Regions from separate parts of the Sus scrofa genome. Here regions 2, 3 and 4 are each linked to region 1. The links are chromatin contacts, called in public HiChIP or PLAC-seq and promoter capture Hi-C maps. All regions are on one chromosome and are shown on one strand. The core of a region is the stretch at or near the end of the contact, and the rest is flanking DNA. Distances in the headings are between cores, read along the strand shown.

Region 1 (2,700 bases), core at 40-2,539:
TAGATGCCAAGTATCCCAGAGAAAATGGTAAACTCCAAGTCTTGATGCCTTTAGTAACAATTGTTTAAGTTGCAAAGAAGGAATTTTTCACATACATGTTGTCTACCACTTTTCAATCATCTTTATCAGCCTCAATCTCAATTCAGAGCTAGCTACTTCACTACAAAACTTTTTTGAGGGAAGAATGAATGTTTTCAAGAAAGAACTGTCCATAACAGAGAATAAAAGGTGAAAAAGATTTCTCAGTTGCCACCCACATTTTACAAGGGGTTATTGTATATTTCTCTTCAGAGCTACTTTGATAAAATGTGGCAAATTCTAAAAGTGGAACCAGATTATCATTTAAGAAAAAGTGAATTCAATTTAATTTTTCGTGATTTTTCAATTTTCTCCATCAACTAGGGACTTTCAAGTAAATTACTTGAGAATTTCTAGGAATGAAACATAGTAAGATGAAAATAATAGTCTGATACTCCTCAGCAAGGATTTTCCAAAATGGGTTAAAATGTCCTTGAATAATTTTTATTAATGAAAGTAAAAAATCTAAAACATGTTTACTGGTCAGTAAGTTTCCTTTCGTCATCTCCGTGTCAATCTTATGCAAATGGAGTCAAGATACAGTAATACTAATATTAGAAAATACATAATACTTAAAATGTGCTAGGCATCAACTCACTTCTCACAAACACTACGAGATAGTAGTATTACAATTTCCATTTAACAGAGGAAACAGGGGCTAAATAACTTGCCCTGGTGTGGGACCAGGGGTACATAGTATCACAAAACTATGCTACACCATCCATCCATTCGATCCAACAAGCCTGAGGATTCAGATTTGCATTTACCTGGAGAATTTGATGGTGCCACATGGTGAAGTTCCTGGTTCGTGGCTTATAAGCCACACTGCCCGCTGGGCCATGATAAACCACTAAGGCATCAGTTCATCTCTAAGGTGGCCACGGAGGAAGAGCGCAGACCGGCTTTCTCAGGCGTACTCTTACCAAAAGCCCTGAGGTTCACGCATTCACAAAAAGGTCGGGCTCATCAGGGAAACTAGTTCCTTCAGGTGAAGTGACTAAAACCTCTGAGTCCCTCCTGGCCAACACACGCCCCCAAAATTCTGCAATTCCGCAGTGAAAATCTTCAGAAACTTATTTATCCCTAGCAACCCAAGTACTTTCTTCCTCTTTAGTCCACTTCCGGGACGGTGGCCCGTAAGGTTCAAGGTTCCTCACTCGCCCGCGCGACGAGCCTCCGCGGCTTGCCCGCTGCTCACCTCCTCCGGGCCCCTCCCGACAGCCCCCCGGGCTCGCGCAGCTCCACTTCCGGCGTACGAGGCGGAGACAATGGGAGCGGCGCGGGCGGCGCCAGGAGGCCGCTGACAGGAGTCTACGGCTTCGTTTCATGGCCGCAGTACGGCCCCGCCTGGGCTCTGAGCAGAGCAGGGCAGTCCGCGGCGGCCGGGAGCCGGAGCTGGCGACCCGAGCAGGAACCTGTGCCCGGCGCCGCTGAGGCGCAGCATGTGAAGAGGAGACGGCATCCACTGCGAGACGAGCCTCTCAGCCGGCCGGCATGGCCACGACGGCCGAGCTCTTCGAGGTGGGTCCCCGCGGCTCCTCAGGGAGTCGCAGGCCCGGGGTGCAGGCATTGAGGTGGGTGGGCAGAGGATCAGGCGGTCGCCGCTGCCCGGGAGCAGCCCTCGGAAGGAAGGTGTGAATGCGAAGTGGTGGGGTGGCGGCTCTGGTGGCAGCGCGGGCGGAGCGTGGAATGGGGGAGGGGTGGCCTGGGGGTCGGGGTGGGGAGGTGGGCAGGGGAGCGAGCCCGAAGTCCCAACCCAGGAGGGTTGGTTTTGTCCACCCTGCTGGACGGCGGCCTCGCGGGTTTGGGCGAAGGATGATGAGCTCGGCAGTCGGATGGGAAGGGCTGACTCAGGGCACGGGAAGAGGAGCGTGACCCAAGTCGGGCGAGTCCGATTTTGTCCCGTAGGATCCCCGCGTAATAGTCTAGCTCCCGCCACCCACCCTTCAGATTGGGACCATTGGGTGTTTCTCGTGGTGGAGTAATGACTCCGTTAGCCGGTATTAGAAGTGGCACTCACAGGCCTGCCAGTTTACCCTTCCTTTGAAAGGCTGTGGTATTTTTTAGGGCAATAAAGACCTCCTAAATCCTTCCGACCGAAGGAAGGCAACACTAAGATTAACATTTGGGTTCAGGTCTTGAGGAATTGAAATGCACTATTAACGCCCCCCTAATGTGTTTCCTGGACCGTTTTCAGTCTCTAAAATTTAAAATTCAATTTAGAGAAATCCAATATTAGAAGCTGTGCTGTTTGAGAAAATAGAATAGAAAAATTGTAATGGGACCACCAAACAATGAAACGTATAGGGTATCTCCTCTTGTGAAAGAAATGAAAACGGATATGGAGGAACAGGAAGGAAGGACCCTTTTTGTGTGTGCTTGTGCTTCGTATTGAATAACAAAAGTGTAAGTAATAATTGAGGAGGCTGCAGCCGACAATAGAGAATATCTCCAGAAGTGAAAATTGGATCCTTTTTTTTTCCGCGTTCAAATTCAGCAGGTTTTGTTTTGTCGTTTTGTTTTTCTTTTTTGGCTTAAAATTTGAATGCCACAGTTTCTGTAACAACTGGCAATTTTTCATTGGTTAGTGTTAACTATATTTTGGGTGTCTGTCAGCTTTTG
Region 2 (2,700 bases), core at 109-2,608, 880 kb before region 1:
TGGGAACTCCCCAATTCTTAAATAGGCTCTTTTGATGCCTTATTCAACAAATAGTTATGTAACTACATACTATATATTAGGCACTATTTAGAGATATATAAAAAATTTTCTCAGATGATTCCACTTCAGATATATCTAAGATGGAATTCTGGCTGTCACTTGCCTGTATCTTGAACCTAGTACAAGGGCTTTCAACCTGGTGTCCAAGAACCACTGTGAAGGTCCATCAATCTCTGAAGTTTCATGCAAATCATTTAAGATTTTTGTATTTGTGGTTTTGCCTAGTCAAAGGGATCTATGCCACCCTTACAGTTGAGACCATTACTCCACTGTTTACAAGTTGTCTCTTAAAACATGTTAAATTTACTAATCTAAGAGTTGAGCGGTAGAGAGAGCCATAAAGGCTCTCCAGAGTCTTATCTATACAGTTTCACTTCATTATATCTTGAGCCACTCTAATTTGACTTCCTATTCTTCAGAAGCAACAGCCCTGTCTTAAACATATTTGAATTTCCAGCATGAACAAAAGCTCGGAACAGCCCTGTCTTAAACATATTTGAATTTCCAGCATGAACAAAAGCTCGGCTCAATACGTGTTTAATAATGGAGATCGTCATCAGGCATTACAGTTCGGCTGCCACCTTCCTAGGCATATAAGCCCAGGGTAAGCCGGGTCTAGGTCATCGCTGTCATCCCCTGCATAAATGACCCCAAAGGGTCTGTTCAGTTTGGGGTGACGACCTAGGGCGGCGAAGGCAATTCTCCCGAAGCCTCCAGGGCCTCTAGGAGTCAGAACCTGACCATCCCACAGGATCCTAGGGATTCGCACCGCCCACAGTGAGAGTAAAAAGGGGCGTCATTTGCGGAGGTCCTGGGGGAAGAAGTGTCGACCTAGCAAGCCGCCTCTCGAGTACCCGGGCTGGGCCTGGGGTTCGGCTACCCGCCCTCCCCTCAGGACGACCGCAGCCGGCGCCACAGCCACTCACTTGGTAAAAGCCTCTCCCAGGTCTATCACGACCGCCGTTTTCTCCCCGCCGCTCCCCAGGCCCTCGTAGAGCGGCATGGTTGTAAACAAGCTGGTGCAAAGAGGACGCGGACTCGGCGGCCGCCGGGCCTCGGCTCTTGGGGGGCGGGGCGGAGCGACGGTGCACGGGCGGTGGCGGCGACGGCGGGGGCCTCGCGTGGCCGCGGCGCGCCGGGCTGGGATGCCCCAGGCTGTGCCTCACTCCGCGTCGGTCCTCAACACTCTCAGGCGCCCCCGTTTTCGGACTAGGGAGGAAGGCGAGCGGGCGGCCGCTAATCCGGAGGTGGGGGATGCAGAGGACCAAGGCGATCAGGCGCGTCGGGCGCCCCGGGATGGGGCGGAGCCAACTCCGGGTCCTTCCCTCCGGACACGCCCTCAAGTAGCGCCGGGATCGAGGTCTTTCCCATCGTTCTTGTGGACCTTTTCTAGACCTTTTAGTGCCGCAGCAGCTGAGAGACGATACAACCCAAAAGCTTCGTTTCGTGCAGTCTTGGAGTAAAGGCCAAGTGTTCTGCCTATCATTTATTCTTCGCAAGGAATGCCAAGAATAGGTGTTACTTTTTTACCTGTTCGAACCGTAGGAATGTTCCCATAGCAAAGCCAAGGTTGGACCCCTAGTCTTTCTGATTTCAAAAACTATACTGCTGATGCCTTAAGGAATAACACACACAGAATTTTATTTGGTAGTCATTTTGCTGAAAATTAATTTTAATGTGAAAGAAAGCAGTTCAAGTAGCATCTACAAATCTGTGGAGGAACAATCAAGGTGGTTTAATGGAAGGAACAATGAACCAAGGGTTCTTTTTTTTACACTAAACCTAGTAGCTGTGTAACCCGAGAAAAGTTAGTAAACTGTCTTTCTGTGCCAGTCTGAACAACAAAATAAGAGTTCCCTGATAGGATTGTTTACATCCTGTCATTTCACAGCTCTATTTTTTTTTTTTTCTTTCTCTCTCTCTTTGTCGATCTCTCTTTCTCTTTCTTTCTTTCTTTTTAGGGCTGCACCCGCAGCAATGAAGTTCCCAGGCTAGGGGTCTAATTGGATTTGTAATTACCTGCCTTCACCACAACTCACCTGCAGCCGGATCCTTAACCCACTGAGCAAGGCCAGGGATCTAGCCTGCCTCCTCATGGATACTAGTCACATGGAGGTTCTCAGGCTAGGGGTCAATTGGAGCTGTAGCTGCTGACCTGTGTAGCTCCAGATCCAAGCCATGTCTGCTGAGCTACTACAGAAATTCCACAGCTCTATTTTTTTCTTTCTTTTCTTCCTCTTTCTCTTTCGTCTTTTTAGGGCCAAACCCTCAGCACATGGAAGTTCCCGTGCTATGGCTGAAATTGGAGCTGCAGCTGCCACTCTACACCAACCACAGCAATTCCGGATCCCAGCCACTAATTCAACCTACGTGGGAGCTCACAGCAATGCCAGATCCTTAACCCACTGAGTGAGGCCAGGGATCAAACCTAGTCCTCATGAATACTAGTCAGGTTCTTACTGCTGATCCACAAAGGGGAACACAGAGACTATAATGCTTTGACTCATCCTTTTTCTTTTCTTTCTTTCTTTCTTTCTTTCTTTTTCTTTCTTTTTCTTTCTTTTTGTTGTTGTTGTTGTTGTTGCTATTTTAGGGCCACACTGGCAGCATATGGAGGTTCTCAGGCTAGGGGTCAATTGG
Region 3 (2,700 bases), core at 189-2,688, 910 kb before region 1:
CCTTCTACGCTGATCCTTAGGCTAGACTATCACGCCGAGAAACAACGAACTTACCCCGGTGCCGATTGAGCTCATCGTGCTAAAACCACCAGGCCGCCTAAGGCTTCAGGCCCAAAGCGAACCCCTCACACCTCAGTACGCAGACTAGTAACAGGCTCTCTCATTGGCTGTTCTTCCAACCAATAGTTTTCCTCTCTGTGGCTTGTTCCTGGATCCTTACCCACAGAACAGAGAATTGTGGGGAAAGGGGGTGGGGAATGCGCGTAGCGGGCAACGCGCCTGTGCAGAAGCAGCGGAGGTCGGGTTAAGCAGGACTGATTCCTTCCTCTTCGGTTTCTCTCCGGAGGGTTGTCGGGGGACTTTGAGTCTTCCAATTGCTTGAAAAGCTGCTCCAGTCTGTTTCCTAGGAGTTATCTCTTCTCCTTCGCTTTTTCTTCCCTATTCTTTCTTAAAGCAAAGTGGAGAGATGTTCTTATACTCTTCCAAAGGCCAAAGGAAATGGTAGAGGAGGCGTCTCCACGCTTGACGTCCTGATTGTAACCCAGTTATCTTGATGGCGTCCCCTTTATCCACCCCTCCTCACAAGCAGGAAGGAAGATGGACTCTAAGGGTATCAGCTTTGAGCTCAGATCGGAGTTTTACAGAAGAATTAGTACTTTTTCATATAACTACTTAATAGAATTAAGAATAAGACTGAAGATTATTTTAACTCAGTATTCAGTTAAACACTGCTGATAAGACTTAAGAATTTGTACATAAACTATAATAAAAAATTCTTTAAACGGTAAAGAAGACATGACCTCCCCTCTTAATGAGTTTACATTTAGTGGGAGGAAATAGACAACAAAGAGTAAATAGGCAAAATAGTTGCACCACGTGGTAAAAAAGAGACAATGGAAGTTTGAACTTTAGACCTATTTATTAGGGAATTACTTTGTAAAAGGGGGATATTTAAACTGAAACTTGGGATTGTTATGGGAGTATAATTCCAGTTCCAAGGCTGTCGGAACTGTCGGGTCAGTATGGCCTGTCATAGTGATTAAGTGGTGAGAGTGACAGGAAGTGAAATCAGAGAGGTGGACACGGGGTCAGATCTTGTAGTGGTTTGGATTTTAATCTCCGATTTTAAATGGAAAACCATCAGCATTTTTAACTGCTAAATACTTCTGTGTGTATTTCCCCAAAAAAGAACATTATTTTACATGCCCACAGTACAACTATGAAAATCAGAAAATGTATAATGCTTTTTTCTAATCTACAGGCTTTATTTAGATTTTGGCAAATCTCTCAATAATGCTCTTCATAGCAAAAGAAAATACAAGATAACACACTGCATGCAGTTGTCATGTCTCTAGTCTCCTTTAATCTGGAAAATAATTTAATGTTTCTTTATGTTTCATGGCATTAACACTTTTGAAAAATACAAGCCATTTCCTTTGCAGGGTATTCCAAAGTTCAGGTTTGTATGACTTTTTTTGCATGATTAGATTCAGGTGATGCATTTTTGTCAGGAATACCACAGAAGTAACCTTGTATTTCTATTAGGAGGCACATGCTGTCATTTGTGTCCTTATTGATGATGTTAACTTTGATCACTTAAGATTTCTCCACTATAGTTTCTATCTTGCTCTTTGTAGTTAATGAATACCTTGTGAAGAAATACCTTGAGGCTATGTAAATATCCTGCTACTCCTCAATCTTACACCCGCTAGTTATAGTATCCTGTGATTCTTATTTGAATCAATTATTATGATAATGGTTGCCAAATGGTGATTTTCTAATTCCATCATTCCTTCCACAGTTACTGGCTTTCTTCTGTAAGGTTATCAGTAGGTTTTTAAGCAGACTGATAGATCTAATTTAGTTATTAAATGATCTCTCTTGCCTCTGTGTGAGGAGTGATGAATACAAGGAAGGATAGAAGCACAGAGAATAGTTGGAAAGCTATTGCAGTCCTGTGGTCAAGCCATAATGGAGAGTGTGTAGAGTGGTGGCAGTGGAGGTGGAAATATGTGGATGGATTTTAGATATGTAGGGCTTGCTGAAAAATTGGATTAGAAAGTAAAGGAGAAAGAGGAAATTCAATTGCTTCTTCCTGCTAATTAAGCACCATAATTAAAGTTAGTTCTTATTCTTAAACAAATAGATAGAAGAAAGGATTTGGATATTCTTGGAAGACTAGCGTTTAATTTGCCTAATCCTCACTGAAATATTCTGGTTGCAATTTTTCATGCGAGATCCTGAGTTAGACCATTGTGGGCCAAGAAAGTGCGGAGGGAAGTTAAAAAGAGTTCACCCTGAAAGTAGATTATAAGCAGTCCAAACTTGTTTAGGGAGCCAGTTAAACTTTTAACAGGATTTGAGTGCCTAATGGTCTTTGTCTATTCACTAATAATTAAGAATTTGAAGCTCTTTCTGAACTTGTTAGTTTAACTGCTTACTTGGGGGCTGGATTGTTGATTTATCTTGTAACTCAGAAGAATGCATTGAATTGTGTGGCCTGAGGATCTTGACTAGTGCCTGATTCATTAGCGGATTTAAAAAGTATGAGTATGAATGCATTTATTTTAATTACTTTACTTTTGGAAATAGTGCATATAAAATTGCTGTGTAATTTACACATATCATTCTTAAAAGGTGATAAAACTTTTGAGATTATCATAGTCTGTTTTATACTTCCACTTATTAGAATACATAACA
Region 4 (2,700 bases), core at 62-2,561, 610 kb after region 1:
AGAGAAACCTATGTGGCAAAGAACTGGATGGAGCTTAGAAGCTAATCCCCACCAAATAGAACCTTGAGAGGTCAGCAACCTCCCCTCCTGAGTTAGGGAACCCACTCAAACTGCACCCACATTCCTGATCCACAGAAAATGTGAGCTAACAAACTTTTGCTGTTTTAAGCCACTAAATTTTGGAGTATCTTGTAATTCAGCAACTAATGCACTCAGTTTTTCTCGGATTACTACCCAAAGTTACGGCACCATTATGACAAAACTACTCATCATTATTAGGCATTATTGGATGGCCACTGAATTTGGCAGCAAAACAAAACCCACGTCTTGTCTCTCATCCCAAATACATAACTATTTTTCACATGATTTAAATGGCCGATGACTCAAGCTTTTCTGTTTAATAGGAGCAGCTTGCATTAAGCCGAAACTGGCTTCCATTCCTTTAAGCATTCTCCAGCAAATATTCTGCAAGTTTGGTCCCCTTTCAACATCAGGTTTCAACTAAAATACCACCTCCTCAGAGGCCTTTCCCGACTAGCCATTTTGGTGAAGCCATTACCTAGCCCACTGTCAACCACATTTCCTTCTGTCTCCATTAACTTCTCACTACTCACTATGTAGTGGTTTATTCAGCAGTTTGTATATTGCCACTCTCCATGACACTGTTCACCACTCCTGTTATTCCTTTTATCTGTTACACGATAAGGACCCAACAAGTAATATTTGCGGGCTAAAAAGAAATGGAAAACAAAAACTCAGGTCCAGGAAAAATGATCTAGAGAAACGGAGAGGTTGGTAAAGTACCCATCAGGCAAAACCAACAATACCCGGCTTGAAAGCCTGAGAACTAGAGACCAGGATTACAAGAAAGTTACAGGAATGGAAACAGAAGTTGGTTCTGGGACTTAAAGCCCTGCAGGGGCCCGGGCAAGTGGATGAAGGGGTGCGGACCTAGTGAGGACAGTGCGGACCAGCGACGAGCAGGAGGGACGACCCAGAGAGTACTTTACCCGAGTCGCCCCCCGGCACCGAAGGGGGCAGCGTGAGGGTGAACACCGCGGCCACAGCGGCGAACACGGCGACGCCGCCACGGAGGCCCCTGGAGCGCCGTGGCCCCACTCGGGCTGCCGGCCCCTCGGCCAGGCCCCCGCCGTCTCCATGGAGACCCATGCGTCAGAGGAACCGAGAAAGGAGGACGCGTGGTACCCCAGGACTAGGAGCTTCACTGTGCCCCTAGGCGAGAGCCCAGCGCGTTGCGCGGCGGCTGCGGCGGCTTCCGGGTCGGTCCGGGTGGGCGGGACGCACCTTTCTGCGCCGGCGCGGGGGGCAAAAACCGCCCAGCCTCGCGGGACTAGGCCTGGGCAGCCTTCTGGCGGCGCACGGCGCATCGGGGTTTACAGAAGTATAACTTGCTTCCCAGTAGCGCATCACAGGAGACACCCTTCCTTTAGGAAACCAAGCCTCGCCCAGGGTCGTCGTCTCTATGGCCTCCTCCCTTCCCGGTGACTTGGTCGGAGCTGACAGAGACGGGAGGGGGGTTGCAAAGCGGGCGTGCGAAAGGGCCGCGACTGCCCCCAGCGGTGTGGGGTGGAACTACACTAAGGGCCCCAGACTGTGAGCCTGAGGATCCGTGTGCGCAGTGTAAGCCTCATATGTTTACTACGAGTAATTATAAACCTGTATGCTAATTGTTCAATCGCTGAGTTATTTTCAAAGGTTAAAATAAGCTAGGTTGGTTTTTATTTTTTGGGTTTTTTTAGTAGCATGAGGAGAACTAGGGAGATGTGAAACTTGAGTTTCTGTAGTGATACAAATAATTCATGTCATGGTAAAAAGAACTCCTTTACTGAAGAGGTGTATTTGGTGGAGCTTTGACCACACACTGGGAATGAAACCAAGACACTGCATTTTCCAGTTAGCTGCAACACAAAAAAGGAATGGGGAGTTCCCATCATGGCGCAGTGGTTAATGAATCCGACTAGGAACCATGAGGTTTCAGGTTCGATCCCTGGTCTTGCTCAGTGGGTTAAGGATCCGGCTTTGCTGTGGCTGTGGCATAGACCAGCAGCTGTGACTCCGCTTAGACCCCTAGTTTGGGAACCTCCACATGCCGCCGGAGCGGCCATAAAATAGTAAAAAAAAAAAAAAAAAAAAAAAAAGGAATGGGAACTCTTGAGACCACCTCATAGCACATTCTTGGTAAGATCTTTAGTAAGATCTTTAAGCTCAGATTGTACATTATTATATGGATTATTCTGGAGGGGGAGGGGAGGAGAGCAGCCTCCCTGGAATGCATCTCAAAATACAGTGAAGATCATTGACAATCTAGGACATGTTACAAGCAATCTGACAGGAACACAGAATCGCAAATGTAGAGTAACTAATACACATCTGCATAGATTGGCAGACGTTATGCCAGCATCTTAGGTATTTACATAATGCTTCCTCGGCTATATCGTGGGTCCCTGGGGGGCAGGTAGGCAGCTTCTAAAATGGCTCCCAATAATCCCCTACTCCTGGTACTGACTCCCTTATGTGATCCTCTCCCCGTATGGGGGGTGGGGTCGGGGGGGAGTGGGCTGAATCTAGTGACTCACTTCTATCCATAGAATAAGGTGAAAGTAACAGTTGTCCCTTTGGAGATTAGGTTATAAACCACAGGCTTCCATCTTGCTAACTCTCCCCCTGATGGGCACCACC

Evidence for each region. Promoter capture Hi-C pulls out the DNA fragments that hold promoters and counts their contacts. HiChIP or PLAC-seq counts read pairs in DNA pulled down with a chosen protein or histone mark.
Region 2: a promoter capture Hi-C map of liver shows a contact between it and region 1, with 6 times the contacts expected there. The contact joins the promoter of ACTR10 here to the promoter of AP5M1 in region 1. A contact is called at or near these places in 1 of 5 promoter capture datasets (liver) and 1 of 2 datasets of contacts at active chromatin or transcription factors (alveolar macrophages).
Region 3: an H3K27ac HiChIP or PLAC-seq map of alveolar macrophages shows a contact between it and region 1. The contact joins the promoter of PSMA3 here to the promoter of AP5M1 in region 1. A contact is called at or near these places in 1 of 5 promoter capture datasets (liver), 1 of 47 Hi-C or Micro-C datasets (liver) and 1 of 2 datasets of contacts at active chromatin or transcription factors (alveolar macrophages).
Region 4: a contact with region 1 is called in a promoter capture Hi-C map of liver, with 8 times the contacts expected there. The contact joins the promoter of TMEM260 here to the promoter of AP5M1 in region 1. A contact is called at or near these places in 3 of 5 promoter capture datasets (fetal liver, fetal skeletal muscle and liver) and 2 of 2 datasets of contacts at active chromatin or transcription factors (alveolar macrophages and skeletal muscle).

The regions. Positions count from the first base shown.
Region 1 is chr1:186,428,743-186,431,442 of Sscrofa11.1, reverse strand. It overlaps AP5M1 (AP-5 complex subunit mu-1), which reads right to left and starts at 1,289. Exons shown (of 8, transcript XM_001927783.5): 1 at 846-1,289. The coding sequence starts at 919. EXOC5 (exocyst complex component 5) reads left to right here and starts at 1,237. Exons shown (of 19, transcript XR_002347074.1): 1 at 1,237-1,599.
Region 2 is chr1:187,306,141-187,308,840 of Sscrofa11.1, reverse strand. It overlaps ACTR10 (actin-related protein 10), which reads right to left and starts at 1,358. Exons shown (of 13, transcript XM_003353492.4): 1 at 987-1,358. The coding sequence starts at 1,063.
Region 3 is chr1:187,340,969-187,343,668 of Sscrofa11.1, reverse strand. It overlaps PSMA3 (proteasome subunit alpha type-3), which reads right to left and starts at 1,438. Exons shown (of 11, transcript XM_001927990.5): 1 at 55-1,438. The coding sequence starts at 75.
Region 4 is chr1:185,820,108-185,822,807 of Sscrofa11.1, reverse strand. It overlaps TMEM260 (transmembrane protein 260), which reads right to left and starts at 1,311. Exons shown (of 14, transcript XM_013993447.2): 1 at 1,011-1,311. The coding sequence starts at 1,170. It overlaps LOC110262235 (a long non-coding RNA gene), which reads left to right and starts at 1,306. Exons shown (of 3, transcript XR_002347053.1): 1 at 1,306-1,641.